Linked DNA regions of Mus musculus: region 1 is linked to region 2. A link is a contact called in public Hi-C data. All regions are on one chromosome and are shown on one strand. Each heading gives the region's core, a stretch centred on a gene start, on an enhancer-like site or on the middle of the called end of the contact. The rest is flanking DNA. Distances are from core to core; before and after follow the strand shown. Region 1 has its middle 23 kb from the start of Slc22a15. Region 2 holds the start of Mab21l3 (mab-21-like 3).

Evidence for each region. Hi-C and Micro-C count contacts between places; a contact is called where the count stands out from the background.
Region 1: a contact with region 2 is called in a Hi-C map of liver, with 1.8 times the contacts expected there. The contact joins the enhancer-like site here to the promoter of Mab21l3 in region 2. A contact is called at or near these places in 4 of 39 promoter capture datasets (embryonic stem cells, liver, pre-B cells and 1 more), 2 of 484 Hi-C or Micro-C datasets (epidermal suprabasal cells and liver), 1 of 115 datasets of contacts at active chromatin or transcription factors (embryonic stem cells) and 1 of 9 other capture datasets (pancreatic islet).

The regions. Positions count from the first base shown.
Region 1 is chr3:101,946,089-101,949,064 of GRCm38.p6, reverse strand. No RefSeq gene overlaps it. Among named protein-coding and RNA genes, the nearest start is that of Slc22a15, 23 kb to the right of the region's middle. Within about 2 kb of position 1,619, at least 64 of the 459 cell types and tissues checked have an H3K27ac peak or open chromatin away from gene starts, as enhancers often do. A contact at or near this core is called in liver, where this site is marked.
Region 2 is chr3:101,834,782-101,838,035 of GRCm38.p6, reverse strand. Mab21l3 (mab-21-like 3) reads left to right here and starts at 1,813. Exons shown (of 7, transcript NM_172295.4): 1 at 1,813-2,115; 2 at 2,772-3,042. The coding sequence starts at 2,794. Gm33381 (a long non-coding RNA gene) reads right to left here. Exons shown (of 3, transcript XR_003954538.1): 3 at 2,617-3,233.

The DNA.
Region 1 (2,976 bases), core at 370-2,869, 110 kb before region 2:
CCTCCCTGTCTTAAACATAAGGCTTGTCAGCCAAACAACGGGCCAGAAGCTTCTCCTGCCAGCACCAGCGGTTCTGTGCACGCCACAACTGCCTTGAGGAAACTACACAAGGTTCCCAGCTGATTGGGCCACCTTCTGAAGGCACCATCACAGCCAGGACTCTTTCAGACAGTTTGATGTCACAAGCCTTGAACTCTAGATGACCCTGCGTCCTTTTCTCTCTGTGCCAGAGGTAGAGCGCTTCCCTCCATGACCTGGCAGAGCTAGTGCTAATGGAACAGGGCCATGAACCAACCTTCAATCTTACTGAAGGTTTGCTGTGACTAACAACTCTCACTCCTCTGATTGCATAAACAAGCTGTTTGGATCACTTAGCCAGTTGCGTCACCTCTCCTGTGCTGCCTCCCCTGGTGTGGCAACATTAAGCCACAAAAAAAAAAAAAAAAAAAAAAAAAAAAAAAAAAAAAAAAAAAAAAAAAAAAAAAAAAAAAAAAACTGACCTTTTATGACTGTTTTCAGGAGTGTGGGCTGAGGTGAGAACATGAAGAAAGAAGAAGCAGAGACAGTGGAACAGCAGCAGAGGTGAAAGAGCGGCAGGCACAGCTCAGCAGATTCATGTTGAGGGGTAGAAATGGCAGAGGTGGCCAGATGATTGGAGAAGGGGAAAAAAGAGAGGCATAATCAGGTATGGGAGGAAATGGAGGAAATTGAACAGAGGTATGTAGCAATGGGGAGGGGAACTGGGGGTAGCAACCAGAAAGTCCCAGATGCCAGGAAAGCAAGAACCTCCCAGGACCTCATGGGGACGATATTAGCTGAAATACCCCCCCCCCATACACACACACACAAAGGGGAGGGAGACTCTGTCGAGACCATATCCAGAGGTTAGGCATGAACCCCTCAGTTGAGGGATGGAACCACCCACCCATCTCCAAAATTTTAACCCAGAATTGCTTCTGTCTAAAGGAAATACGGGGACAAAGAGTGAAACAGAGATTGAAGGAAAGGCCATCCAGAGACTGCCCTACCTGTGGATCCATCCCATATACAGTCACCAATCCCAGACACTACTGCTGATGCCAAGAAGTGCTTGCTGACAGGAGCCTGGTATAGCTTTCTCCTGAGAGGCTCTGCCAGATCCTGACTAGTACAGATGTGGATGCTCACAGCAAACCATCAGACTGAGCAGAGGGTACCCAATGGAGGAGTTAGGGGAAGGACTGAAGGAGTTGAAGGGGCCTTAATTGGCAACAATGGGAGGGGAGGCCCTTGGTCCTGTGAAGGCTTGATGCCCTAGTATAGAGAGAGGTGAGGCAGGAGTGGGTGGGTAGGTGGGGGGAACACACTCATAGAAGAAGGATTAAGAGGGGACAGGATAGAGGGTTTGCAGAAGGGAAACCAGGAGAAGGGATAACATTTGAAATGTAAACAAATAAAATATCCAATTTAAAAAAAAAAAAAAAGAGGCAGGTGAACAGTCCTCAACAGTAGACAGGGCAAGAACCAGGATGGTGAGGGCAAAGAGACAGTGGAATCAGCAAAGAGAAACAGCAGCCTCTGGTAACTGGGAGTGTTCCAGAACTGCCACGCTTTTAGAGTTAAAGGTCACAGACAGCGCAGGCCCAGGAGCTGCAGCTTTGACATCTGACACCAAAGTAAAGAGTCCTGATACCTGGGCTTGCCTAGACACTGCAGCGCTTACTACTGCCAAGGGCTAAGGCAGCCTGACTCCCTGGCTCCACAAGAATCACAGAGCTAAGGGTTGATCTACCTGAGGCCTACGCAGAAGCCACAACACTAACTCCTGCTTGCTCTTGATCTCACCCATCGGGTGTTATTGCCCACTCTTAAAAATTCCAAGGGATGTGCCACCAAATACCAGCAGCACTTGAAGAGCTTCTCTTTGCCTACCTACTATTTCTATCTGGGTAGAGCAAAGGACCCAGACGTTCAGTTAGTAAGAGCATCAGTGTCAGACATGACATGTCAACAGCAACATACCTGGGAAGCTCGGGTCTACATCAAGTATTTTAGTATTTTTAAAATTTTTACTTGTTAGCTAATTTCTTATCCTTGGGACAAAGTCCTTAGCAGAAGCAAGTTATGGGAAGAAGGTTTGTTTGGGGTCAAGGTCTTAGGGGATGCAGTTTATCATGGAAAGGAGGCCATAGAGACAGGACTATGTGACAGCTGGCTTTAGGGATGCAGTCCATCATGTGATAGACACCACAGGGACAGGAGCATGAGACACTGATCACCGTGTGTCCAGAAGCAGAGAGAGATGAATGCAGGGGCTCAGCTTGGTTCGTCCGTTCTCCCTTTCTATTCACTGGGGACTTGCCCGATGGATGGTACTACCCACATCCAGGATGGTTCCTGTTCTCCTCAGTTAAACCTCTCTGGAAATGCCCTCTCTGAGACACCCATGCTGATTCAAAACCTGGCCAAGTTGTCGGTCAAGGCTGACTATCAGACAAAGCTTCAGTTCTACTGAAAATCTTACATTCCCTCCATTTATTTATTCATCGTTTTACTCTCTCCACCTGGATGTTTTTTACATCCTAGCTGATAGATGGGGCAAGTTGGGGCTGAAGAGAAGTTCCAGGAAGGACATGGAGGACTGTGAGTACTAGCCAGTTTTGCTGTGTCATGTTTAATCTCTGTAACGTGTAGAACTGGGCCATGGTGATATTCCATTGAAGCACCTTTCCCAGCCTACGTATTCCACTCTCTACCTCAGGAGGTTTTTAAGAACTTGTGTAGATATCTAAGACCTGAAAATAGATCCTCCCTAAAATATCAAAAGTAAACTATGCTTTTGGAAGGGAACATAGTGGAATGCCAAAGGACGCACGTTTAGTCTATAGTGGTTAGTGTTAATTGTCAACGTGACAGGATCCAGAATCATCGGAGAGATGGGTCTCTGGGCACACTTGTAGAGGGCTATCTTGATTGTATTGAGCCAGAGAATATCTG
Region 2 (3,254 bases), core at 564-3,063:
TGGGTGCAGAGGCAAATGCCTGGGATCCAGCAATGGGAGGCAGGGCCCAGAAGGCCTGGAAGCAAGGGACAAAGTTCCTGAGACAGTGAATGACTCTGTCTCACAGAAAAGGTAGAAAGTACTTGAGGGGGCTGGTGAGATGGCTCAGTGGGTAAGAGCACCCGACTGCTCTTCCGAAGGTCCGGAGTTCAAATCCCAGCAACCACATGGTGGCTCACAACCATCCGTAACAAGATCTGACTCCCTCTTCTGGAGTATCTGAAGACAGCTACAGTGTACTTACATATAATAAATAAATAAATCTTTAAAAAAAAAAAAAAAAAAAAAAAAAGAAAGTACTTGAGGACTGACATCCAAGCTTGTCCTCTGACCTCTGTGTGCACACACAAGACTATAAATAAAATGTTGTGAATACTTTGGAAAGCAGACATTAAACATGTTATTGGTCCTCCAAATCTATTACATTTATCTATCTATTATTTCTATGTATGTGTGGATGCACACACGAGGCAGTTCACTCTTTCCTTCTACCATATGGGTCCTGGGAGGTGGGGAGAAATCGAACCCAGGTCCTCCGGCTCGGTGGCAGATGCTTATCTCTGCTGAGCCATCTCACCTGCCTGGTCCTTACAGATTGAATTGGGCTAAAGCTGGTTTCCATTTTTCAAACTGGCATGTTATAAAAAAAATGAGGATTTCTATTTCCTGAGGACGGAGGAAAGCCTGAGTTAACTAGGTCCCTCTTGGTGGCCTGGCACAGTGCTTCAGGCACACCCTTACCCAACAGACATTCGCTGACCTGTTGTCCCATTAACTAGAGATCTGTGTCTGCCGGTAAAGCCTGTTTTCCTCAGCCTGTCTGATAGGAGCTGCCAGAGCCTTCATCTGTGCCATAGCCCTGTGCTGTGGAACCTTACCAGTGCACTAGGAACCAGGCCATGCTACTCTAAGCTGTGTTCACACAACACACCAATCTTCAGATGTGGCTCTCCTGGGAATACATCTACAGGCAGCTGCCCTGAGTTCACAGTGCCTTTCCTTCTCTGGGTTCCTCCTATAGTTCAATTATTCAGAATTCCCTCTCCATACCTGGCAAGTATCTTTCCATCTTGGAGCAAGAGAAGTTTCCAGATACAACACTTGAATCTGTAGTACTGAGTGACTGAGACGGGACGGTGTTAGAGCAAGAATAGTGAAGGTGTGGGCATTTAATTCCAGAAACCCGGGGCAACTTTATTGTTATTGGGAAAGACCCTGCCGTAGGACAGGGACTATGCAGTAGTGATTCCAGCAAAAGCAGAAGTTAGGGTGAAAATAAAAGTATGTGTGTGGGGAAGGGAGTGAGTGTGGGGGTGGGGAGACTTCAGCAGAGTTGAAAGCAACATGGAAAGAGAATTCCCAAAGGCAGATTAGGGGGTAGAGCTTCTTGTTTCACTAGTGAAAAGCTGATGTGGTAGATTCGGAATGATGACTATAGTAACAGCAGTCAAGGGACAGAGATTCCCTTACCATTTCAGAGCATGTGCCGTAAAGAGAAGGGGATTTCCAGGACACGGAAAAGCAGGTGGAAAGTCAAGGCAGTCAGCGTGGAGGGGGATTCTGGGGACCTTTGTGGATCCTCAGTTTTTCAGGACTGGTATAAGACCTGGGATTGGCAGATGAAGCCTGGAGAAGGCCGCCCCAGCGCCTGGAGGAGGGAGGTGGGTGGGGTCTGATGTGGCTCTCCTTGGAGCTGTCTGGGAGGATATGCAAATTTGGGGCCGCGGGAGAGAGTGGAAGGGCTGGATTGGCTGCGGTTGAGCATTGAGGAGGCTGGCTTGGAGAGCTGCCTGTTTGAAAGCCTTGCTCAGACATGAACTGGACTGCCAGCTCTGTTGTCTGTCAGTCTTTCGGATCAAAGACGGTGATACTCACGAGCTTTAGGGAGATAAGGCTGCTGGGATATTTTCCCTCCTGGAGTAAAACTAGGCCCAACCAGTCAGACTGGGAACTTATTGTCGGTTTTCTAGGATGAGTTTTACTGGTAAAACTAGATGTGTCCTAGACTCTTAAGGGGCCTGTTTATACTGAGTATATTTTGAATGCCAACGTCCAAGTGGGAAATCACATTCTAAGGTCAGCAGGTGAGAGGCAGGACTCTCTGCCCTACTTTTCTCTGCGTGTATCTACCTGTTTGTATCTCTCTCTCTCTCTCTCTCTCTCTCTCTCTCTCTCTCTCTCTCTGTGTGTGTGTGTGTGTGTGTGTGTGTGTGTGAGAGAGAGAGAGAGGGGGGGGGGCAAGCTTGCCTCTGTATACACAAGTGTCTCTGTGAGTTCATGTATGTGTCTGTATTAGTGTGTGAGCGTGTGAGCTTACCTCTATATACACAAGTGTCTCTGTGAATGCATGTGGTGTGTGTGTGTGTGCCTGTGTCTGTGTGTGACTATGCGAGCATGTAAGCTTGCCTCTCTATACACAAGTGTCCCTGTGAGCTCAGGCTTTTCTAAATGTCACTCCTGGCCCTCATCTGATTGGCAAGCCTTGTGCCGGGCATGATGAAAAACCAGGCGGCTTGTTTGCAATTTCTTATTTGTTTATGGTAAGGAAGTAAATCAATTGCAGAATTTTCAGGAGTGGAGGGCCAAGGGATATTTACTGTCAACAAGGTAAGGACGGGGAGATGTAAGGTACTGGGCACCAAGGTGCACCTGGTGCCAGGACAACAGGATAAAGAAAAAAAAAAAAAAAACAGGATAAGTTCCAACTCGTTTTCATCACGTCTCCTTTTTAGTCTTTCTACAGTTCCCTGAAAGATGGCAGATGAATTCTTCCATGCTGGAAAGGAAAACTGCAGTGAGCAGGCAAGAAGAAGTCAAGTCTCTGGTCCACGTTCACAATTCCAGAGAAGTTTTATCCAGAGAGTAACGTTGCTGGGAAAGCTACCCACCAGATTTGTCCTCCATCGGGAAAGAAAGCAGAAGGTTGCTGCTATACTGGGGGTTGACCAAGAAGCCATGAAGTCTCTTCCAGAGGGAGACTTAGACCATTGCCTGCTGAGCAAGGTGAGCCAGGGCTGGCCTCTCCTGGGCACACCCTCTAACTCTCCATCCCATGGCCATTGATCAGAAGGAATCCCCTGCTTCTGGAGGCCATAGATGCCTCGTTCTCAGGAACTCAGGGTGGCTACCCTCAGCACCCTGAGGAGGTCCATATGGCCAGTTAATTATCTGAGCCTCAGACTTCAGACTTCTTTCTGTAAAATGAGAATCTGAGT